Regions from separate parts of the Pan troglodytes genome. Here region 1 is linked to region 2. The links are chromatin contacts, called in public Hi-C maps. All regions are on one chromosome and are shown on one strand. The core of a region is the stretch at or near the end of the contact, and the rest is flanking DNA. Distances in the headings are between cores, read along the strand shown. Region 1 overlaps CTNNBIP1 (catenin beta interacting protein 1). Region 2 holds the start of NMNAT1 (nicotinamide nucleotide adenylyltransferase 1).

Region 1 (4,695 bases), core at 646-3,145, 70 kb before region 2:
CCTGGGTGTGGATGATGATGCGGTCTCCACCTCTTCCCCAGTGGCCACCTGGATCTGGGTTACTATGTAACCTCCTCATGATCCCCCTACTTCCTTTCTTGTCCTTTTCTCTACACAATAGCCAGAATGATCTTATTATTGATTATTTTTTGACACAGGGTCTCCCTCTGTCGCCCAGGCTGGAGTGTAGTGGCGCGATCATAGCTCACTGCTGCCTCAACCTGCTGGGCTTTAGCAGTCCTCCCAACTCAGCCTCCTGAGTAAGCTAGGGCCACAGGTGCACATCACCACGCTTGGCTAATTTAAAAACATTTTTTTGTAGAGACAGGGTCTTGCTATGTTGCCCAGGCTGGTCTCAAACTCCTGGGCTCAAGTGATCCTCCCACCTCATCCTCCCCAAAACAGATATCACTCCTACCTTAAACCTACCTGAGAATGCATCTCATAATCCTTGCCAAGACCCTGCCAGGGCTCCGCTGTCAGCCCTGCCTCCCTCTCCAGCCTGTCTCTTCTTCCTCTTCCCCTTGCTCTGCCTTCCTGGCACTCGTCTGTTCTAGAACATGCGGAGAAGCTCTTTCCCTCTGGCAGCCTTTGTACTGGGTGTCCCCTCAGCCAGGAACTGGCTTCTTTCCATCCTTTGTCTTGGCGTAAAGGCACCTTCCTAGGGAAGCCTTCCCTGACAGTTGCTCTGGTGCCCAGGAGTACAGTGGTATGATCAGAACTCACTGCAGCCCTGAACTCCTGGGCTTAAGCGATCCTCCTGCCTCAGCCTCCTAACTAGCTGGGACCACAGAAGCATGCCACAACACCCTGCCACTTTTAAATTTTTTTGTAGAAGTCTTGTTATGTTGCACAGCCAGGTTGGTCTCAAACTCCTGGTCTCAAGCAATCCTCCTGCCTTGGTCTCCCAAAATATTGGAATTAACAGGCATGAGCCACCATGCCCGCCTGTCCTGATTTTCTGAAAGTGCCCTGTTGGAGAACTTGCTTATTGTCTCTGCCCACTGCCTACTGCAAGGCCAGGGCCCCCTCTGCTGTGCTCACCCCTGTCCTCCGGGAGACTAGCACTTGGCAGGCACTTAATAAATACTGCCCGCTTGGCTAAATGGAATAGTGAAACAGCCTGTGGTGTCTGAGCTTCTCCCACTCTGCAATATCCACACCCATCTAGGCCCAAATGTCATTGTGTTAAGAGACCAAGTACCTAACCCAGTCTCCCATAACCAAATTTAGCTTTTCCAAAGGACTCACACTTTCAAAGTAGTGGGCCTTGGGCTATTGTGTTCTCCAAAGAACATCTGAAATGCTCCGTAAAGCCTTTGAGCTGGGAGTTAGGGCTTCCAAGAGTAAAAACCTTCCAATTCTGTCCTGTGCCTAAGGGCTAGTTTTCATTTGCTCTCCCCTGGTGAGAGACAGGGTGAAATACAAGGAGCTGGCCACTAGGTGTCGCCAAACACAAAAGCACCAGCATTGCTTCCTCCCCACCCCCAGCAGGTTCTCCCAGGGCTCCAGACCACCCGGTCCGAGCCGACCAGTCCTTAGCCGATGTGGGAAGCCGATCACTCCTGCTCTGGCTCTCCCTATTCCAATCGTACTATCACAAACCACACTCCAGCCCCGGGTCCCAGGGCAAGATCTATTTATTCATTCAGAGAGCCACCCCTGCCCAGGGAAGGACTGGTGTCTGGTTTTTGCCGCCGCATCCACCCAGGAGCCAGTGGTCCAGGTACACAGTAGGTGCTTCCCAGAGGAGCGTCAGTTCCATATCAAAGACTGCTTCCATCACAGACCGCCTCCATGGGGCCGGCTTTACAGAATGTTGCCCTGTCCAACAAGCCTTCTATGAACAGCTCGCACTGATAGGTGCCGCCCCGTCTTCCTGGCTGGTGCAGCCTCGCCGTCCCGGGGACACCTCACACTGGGATTCCTAGGGCTTGGGCTGCCCAGCTGTGGGCCTGCGGTGTCGTCTGCGCCTGCATTTTGGAGCCAGGCTACTCCTGCTTCAACTCACTTCCCTGCAAGAGACAGTTCTTCTCGCTACAGAGAAGACCCTTGACTTGTCTTTTCTAAAAAGCGTGGTCATGGAGAATTCTTCCAGCTCTAGTTTGAGCTGATTCCGCCCTGCTGCCTAACAAGAGGGCACACTCAGGGCTGGATCTGGAGCAGAAATGCAGCCAGGAGCACATGTTCCCACCCTTCCCATTCCAACCCAAACAGAAACACCGTGACTGGCTTACATAATTCTCTCCTCTGCAGTAAGGGTGTCAGTGTGGAGCAAACTCATAATTGGAGAGAATAAATCATAATCAACCCAAACAATACAGACATTTCAGTCATGGTGCTCAACGAGTATATTAAACTATGTCTCTGTTTGTTGCCTATACAAGCAAACGTGCTATTATATTTTTATCACAATTCTGACAAGCATCAGATTCATTTCACTTGAGAAATCTTATTTTCCCCTGTAGGGATCAAAAACTGGTCTCCATTAAACTATGTTTAAATTACATAAACTAAAACTGCAACTAAATTAGACACACTAATTATTCATCCAGTCCTTGAACGTGAGAACCAAAAGTAATGATGGTTCTCAATTATGGTCTCTTGGCTATTCCCATAAACATTCCAGCGTCTAAAATGGGGTGGCGCTTCCACTCCAAATCCTAAGAAAATTTCTATTAGCTGCCCAAGTCAGAGGTAAGCCAAAAAAAGGAAAACGAAAAGAAACAGGCCAGGCACAATGGCTCATGCCTGTAATCCCAGCACTTTAGGAGGCCGAGGCGGGCAGATCACCTGAGGTTAAGAGTTTGAGACTAGCCTGGCCAACATGGTGAAACCCAGTCTCTATAAAAAATACAAAAAATTAGCTGGGCGAGGTGGCGGACACCTGTAATCCCAGCTACTCGGAGACCGAGGCAGGAGAATCGCTTGAACCTGGGAGGCGGCAGTTGCCTGGAGCCAAGATCATGCCACTGCACTCCAACCTGAGCGACAGAGTGAGACTCCATTTCAAAAAACAAAAACAATAAAACAGAAAAGAAACAACAGGCAACTATTAACTATCCAAATGAATGGTGAGGGGACAGGTCCATGGTTATTTATTATGTAGTAGGCAACCACACATTCTGCAAAAAGTGGGTGCCATCCCAGAAAATGACATCTGATTGGGGCAAATACAATGAAAAGACATTAAGGTACATACCTTCAATTTAGACACAGAGACACACTCCTGCTATACACACACACACACACACACACAGTTCAGAGCTGCCTCTCTGTTGAAGGAAGCTTGGCTGGTCAGGAAAGGATGGTGAGGAAGTGGCTCCTGACCACTGTGAAAGGTCCACACAACGGGAGAACTGGCCTTGGCTCCACAGGCCACAACACGTTCTCAGGGAGACACCCAAGGGCATCTGTAAGAGGCACGCTCAGATGCCACACTTCTTCCCAGCCTTTGCAGGGACCTAATCTCGACCACCATGTAATCTCCAGCATTTAAGCAGTTGATTTCACTTTAGAAGAATTAGGAGGTAGTGCAAGAGGGACCTGGAGAACAAGACTGCTGAAAGTCACATGCGGCAGTTGGAGGCTGGACGGCTGTGGCTCCCTGTATGGGTCTCTGTCTGGGAAATGCAACCCATTCTAATAAAGAGCTTTGAAAGCTGGCCTCGCTTTGACAGGCACGAGTGGCCCTGAATACAAACACAGCCACCTGCACTCCTTTTTATTTTTAAACTGGAAGCTAATGCTCTTGAACATCCACATTTATCTATGTTAGAATATCCACTTATACCCAGGGCGGTCTTGCACCTGCTAGGAAGATGTCAAGTAAGCTCAGGCGAGGCCAGGGAGCAAAGCTGCTCCTTCAGACACATGAGCTGCCTCCAGCCCCTGCACTCGTCTTTTGTTTTGTCCATTTTAAAACACATTATGATAGATTCTAATACATTTAAAAATGTACAATTTACACTTTCATGATGTTTACATTGCAAAAAAATACAATGCCATAGAATTGGTGGTTCCTAGAGCTTATATGAAATATTATCCAGAATCTGTACATGTCTTAGCCTAAAAGAAATCAGCAGCACCCTAACATTCTCCAGAAGACCCAACACATCTGGAGAAATGAGCATCATTGGGGCTCACAGTGAAAGGTAACAGATGAGCTAACTTCATGATCAGCCCTGGAGCCTGGCGTCCAAGAGGACTCCTCACCCCCCACCCCACACTACTGTAGGGCCACATTACAGAGTCCTTCCCCTGGGGGCCTTACCTGCTTCTGGAAATTAACTTCAGGCAAACAGGTGCTCAACTGTGAGGGGAGGGCTGTGGCTGGGCAGAAGTAGGAAGGTGCCGCCCTGCAGAAACACAGAACACAGGTTGTGGGAGGAGTCGGGAGGGCCCAGGCAGCTGCCAGGGCTGGGCCTGGAGCACACGCCCCACGCTGAGGATGCACAACCGCTGGCGGGAAGCTCGTGGAGCCGGGCTCTGCCATGGTCCAGAAATACCTGTGTGTCTGGCAAGCCCAGGAAACCCGCACCCACACCTCTGGGATAAATAAGGTGCTGACGGCAGCTCAGCTGGCCTGGCATTTCCGGCCGAAGCAGGTCAGTCCGCTCAACACCACACACCCTGCTCCCCTTGGCTTAGTCACCAAGTCTAATTGAGACGCTGTGTTCAGAGACACTGTGGACC
Region 2 (4,611 bases), core at 33-2,532:
CACTACCACGCCCAGCTAATTTTTGTATTTTTAGGAGAGACGGGTTTCACCATATTGGCCAGGATGGTCTCGATCTCTTGCCCTCGTGATCTGCCTGCCCCGGCCTCCCAAAGTGCTGGGATTACAGGCGTGAGCCACCGCACCCGGCCTTTACCTTTTCTTTATACACCAGCATCCAGCACAATCTTGGACAGACAAAAAGTGCCGAATAAACAACTGGTAGATGAATAATGAGAATTGATTGCTTCTTCTTTAGCATTCAAATCTTTTTTTTTTAATTTTTTTTGAGACGGAGTCTCGCTCTGTCGTCCAGGCTGGAGTGCAGTGGCGCGATCTCGGCTCACTGCAACCTCAGCCTCCTGGGTTCAAGCAATTCTCGTGCCTCAGCCTCTCCAGTAGCTGGGACTACAGGCATGCGTCACCACATCTGGCTAATTTTTGTATTTTTAGTAGAGATGGGGTTTCACCATGTTGTCCAGGCGAGTCTCGAACTTCTGACCTCTGGTGATCCACTTGCCTCAGTCTTCCAAAGTGATGGGATTACAGGCGTGAGTCACCGCGCCCAGCTCAAATCTTATTCTCTATTTAGCACTTATTTCTGCCTTTAATTATATATGATTTTATTATAATACGTTATCTCCTCTGACTAAACTCTGGAGAACAGAATATGAGTCTGATTCCTCTCTCAGCTTTCTCAGTACCTAATACAGAATAGAACGTCGATAATTTGGTCACGTATATAAAGGCTCAACATATTTTAAGGAGCTAAAGCTATTCTGAATACATTTCAGTAAAAATGGGTGCATTTTAAAAGCCTTAACCTGGTACTACATTAGTTGAGATTTATCCCCGAAAGATAAACTCGTTGGCACCACCTAGTAGTCACTAAATGTGGTGCACTTTTACGAAACTACAGAAACCGCTCTCAGACACTGTATCTGGAGCGGAGGGTCCTCATTCATGCTCACCTGTCTCTTAGTACTCTGATCTCTGCACAGTGCCGACCGGTCTCAAATTGCACAAACCTCCAGTTCTTGACGTTCCGAGTGTCATAAACTTCAGGAAAATGAAATTATTCATCAGGACTACAAAAGGCTCAAAGTTCAAACCACCTCGGGGTGGAGATGCTGGAAAAAAGGAAACCATTAACAAGTAATTGTATTTGCTATATATAAACTTGCCCTAAGGCAGTCCAGGTAACTTCCACTTGAGCAGCCTGAGACATCAAGGACGGGGGCACTTTCCCCCTCGACTGCGCCTACCGCAGCCTTTCTGAGTTTCTTCCTAGCGAGGCCGAGAGGGTCTTTGAGGACAATCCCGCATCCGGACACGCCTTGAGGGATGGCGTCAAACCCAGAGGCTTGGAAAAGGTAAGGGCGGAGAGCACGCCTCTTTCTTGAAAGTGAGGAGGGTTTGGCCCAGAACCAACAGGACTGGGTGAAGAATCAGCTCCGGCCACCGCAGCAAATCCCACCCCACGCGGGAACTTGAAGTCCGGCACGTAGGTCCCGCGGCGGCCGGGCTCCAACAGGCCCCAATTGCCACCAGAGGTAGCCGTAAACCCACGGTCCCCGAAACTCCTTCCGGGCCTCCCTGACAAAAACTGGGACAACCTCCTTAGGCCCCCGGGATCCCCCCTGTGCCGCCTGACCGCCCGCCAGTCCCAGAGTTTAGGGCCAGGGGCCCCGCCTACCTGAGGGCCCTGGCCTGGCGGACCGCGCCGGGGGAGCACTTCCGCTGGACGCACGCACTTCCGGCCCCCTGGAACCAATGAGAGTGCGACCGAGATGTTCCACTCGCTGGCGTCCGGGCCGCTGGTGATCTCCGGTAGCACTCGGGCCGGCGGACAGTGAGGGCGCGGTAAGCTCCCCGCAAGGAGCCCCTGAGAAACTGGTCCCTTTTTGTCCTAGATATAGGGGAGTCCAAGATGGTGTGGTGGAGTCTTTAGAGTCGAATATGACCCGAGGCAAGCTCATATTCAGGTTTGGGGCAAGGAGCTTTGATTGACCCTTAATTTTTTCAGTGGAACGGAAAACTTCGGTAAAATAGCTTCTGACCTTCGGAACAGATGGATTCACCTTGGAAAGGAAAAATCTCTTTCTAGAAGAGTCTTGAGGTCTGGCACCTTTAGGCTTAACGGGGGACGGCTGGGCGTCAGAGGAGGAAATCCTTCATTCCGAACGACTTCCCTTTCCTCCTAAATCCTTCTTTCCAAATCTGTAAAAGACTACATCTACTTTGCTGGAGGTGGTTTGACACTCATGCTCCTTGAGAAGGAGGTAATGAGCTGTAGGGCAGCTCTTAAAAAGTTACCCTTGGCCGGGCGCGGTGGCTCACGCCTGTAATCCCAGCACTTTGGGAGGCTGAGGCAGGCGGATCACGAGGTCAGGAGTTCGAGACCAGCCTGGCCAACATAGTGAAACCCCGTCTTTACTAAAAATACAAAAAATTAGCCGGGCGTGGTGGTGGGCGCCTGTAATCTCAGCTACTCGGGAGGCTGAGGCAGGAGAATCGCTTGAATCCTGGAGGCGGAGGTTGCAGTGAGCCGAGATCGCGCCATTGCACTCCAGCCGGGGCGACAGTTCGAGACTCCATCTCAAAAATAAAAATAAAAAAAAGTTACCCTTGGCTGTCGCGGTGTGACACCTGTAAACCCAGCACTTTGAGAGGCCGAGGTGGGAGGATCATTTGAGCCCAGGCTGGGCAACATAGCAAGACCCTCATAACAAAAAATTAAAAATAAAATTACCCAGAAACTGGTTGGAACTATTTAATGATGGTCTTAGTCCATCTTCCTGAAGTAGTCCACAGAACAACATCAGTGTTCATGGTAGAATTGTTTCATCAGGGCAGTCTTTTTTTAAGTAACAATGTCTTGTTAAAAAACAAGAGCTGTGTTGCCCAGGCTGGAGTGCAGTGGTGTGATCATAGCTCACTGCAGCCTTGAACTCCTGGGCTCAAGCGATCCTCCGGCCTTGGCCCCTCAAAGTGTTGTGGTGATTGGCACAAGCCACCGACAGACCTGGAGTCTGAAGTTAGTTATATTTCAGCTACCCAGGATAAACTTCTAACTGTGATTACCACAGAACTCTACCAAAACTAATTGTTTCTCTTAGTTCTGTCTGATTGTGGAATCTCTTTATTACCATCAATTGTTTTTCAGAGTTATAATTTGAATATGAAACCATTTTTCTAGCCCACCTTAGAGAAGACTGTTGACACACTAGTTGAAATGGTTGCAATAGCCTCTACCTTGCAAGACACTTCAGATTCAAAGAATTTCCTTTGCAAAAGTCGGCCGGGTGCAGTGACTCACGCCTGTAATCCCAGCACTTTGGGAGGCCAAGGCGGGCAGATCACTTAAGGTCAGGAATTCAAAACCAGCCCGGCCAACATGGTGAAACCCCATCTCTACTAAAAATACAAAAATTAACCAGGCGTGGTGGTCCATGCCTGTAATCTTAGCTACTCAGGAGGCTGAGGCATGAGAATCGCTTGAACTCAGGAGGTGAATGCTGCAGTGAGCCAAGATCGCGACGCTGCACTGCAGCCTGGGTGACAGAGCAACTCCGTCTTAAAAAAACAAAACAAAACAAAACAAAAGAAGAAAAAAATAAAAGTACCTATTAATGCAATTATCTTTCAATTTTGATTCATAAATATGTGTGGAAGTGTCAATGTTTTGGGTAAAATGGAATTCACAGTGACAGAGTCAGTGCCATACAAAACAAAACTGGAAAATATACTTTAAAAAAATTATTTGAGCTGGGTGTAGTGGCTCACACCTGTAATCCCAGGACTTTGGGAAGCCGAGATGGGCGGATCACGAGGTCAGGAGTTTGAGACCAGCCTGGCCCCCATGGTGAAACCCTGTCTCTACTAAAAATACAAAAAATTAGCTGTGCATGGTGGCGTGTGCCTGTAGTCCCAGCTACTCGGGAGGCTGAGGCAGGAGAATTGCTTGAACCCGGCAGGCGGAGGTTGCAGTGAGCCGAGATCGTGCTCGTCAGCCTGGGCTACAGGGTGAGACTCGGTCTCAAAAAAATAATAATAATAATTTGAAAAATTTGCTGAATAAACACTTGTTCACAGTGTACTTTCCCTGATTTTTTAATTTTTGTTTTTGTTTGCCCTGTCACCCAGACTGGAGTACAGTGACACGATCACGGCTCACTGCAGCCTTAATCTCTCAGGCTCAAGTGATCCTTGCACCTCAGCCTCCCTAGTAGCTGGGACTTCAGGTGCATGCCACCACATCCGGCTAGTTTTTGTATTTTTTGTCGAGATGAGGTTTTGTCATGTTGCCCAGGCTGGTTTCAAACTCCTGGGCTCAAGTAATCCTCCCACCTTGGCCCCGCAAAGTGCCGGAATTACAGGCATGAGCCACCCCACCCAGCCTTCCCCTAATTTTGATAATGATAATCCAATGTTCTGTTCTGGCATTTGTGTAGTTTTAGCGTGTGCAGTCTTCGAAGCAGTGGAGGTATTTGCCTTTTCTTCTCTGTGACTTAGTCATTCAGCAGTTCTATGCTAAGGGTTTTTTTATATGCCTTTAGGTTCTTGTTTAGAGTTAATGGATAATGAAAACATTTCTAATGCATAAGAGAAATG

What was found. A called contact is a pair of places that touch in the nucleus more often than the background predicts.
Region 1: a contact with region 2 is called in a Hi-C map of induced pluripotent stem cells, with 2.6 times the contacts expected there. The contact joins the enhancer-like site here to the promoter of NMNAT1 in region 2. A contact is called at or near these places in 2 of 7 Hi-C or Micro-C datasets (induced pluripotent stem cells and stem cell-derived neural progenitor cells) and 1 of 1 datasets of contacts at active chromatin or transcription factors (stem cell-derived excitatory neurons).

What each region holds. Positions count from the first base shown.
Region 1 is chr1:222,115,696-222,120,390 of NHGRI_mPanTro3-v2.0_pri, reverse strand. It overlaps CTNNBIP1 (catenin beta interacting protein 1), which reads right to left. Exons shown (of 5, transcript XM_001168482.7): 2 at 4,274-4,358. Among named protein-coding and RNA genes, the nearest start is that of CTNNBIP1, 34 kb to the right of the region's middle. Within about 2 kb of position 1,895, at least 6 of the 24 cell types and tissues checked have an H3K27ac peak or open chromatin away from gene starts, as enhancers often do. A contact at or near this core is called in induced pluripotent stem cells, where this site is marked.
Region 2 is chr1:222,045,370-222,049,980 of NHGRI_mPanTro3-v2.0_pri, reverse strand. NMNAT1 (nicotinamide nucleotide adenylyltransferase 1) reads left to right here and starts at 1,282. Exons shown (of 5, transcript XM_016953779.4): 1 at 1,282-1,370. LZIC (leucine zipper and CTNNBIP1 domain containing) reads right to left here and starts at 1,142. Exons shown (of 7, transcript XM_001161245.6): 1 at 969-1,142.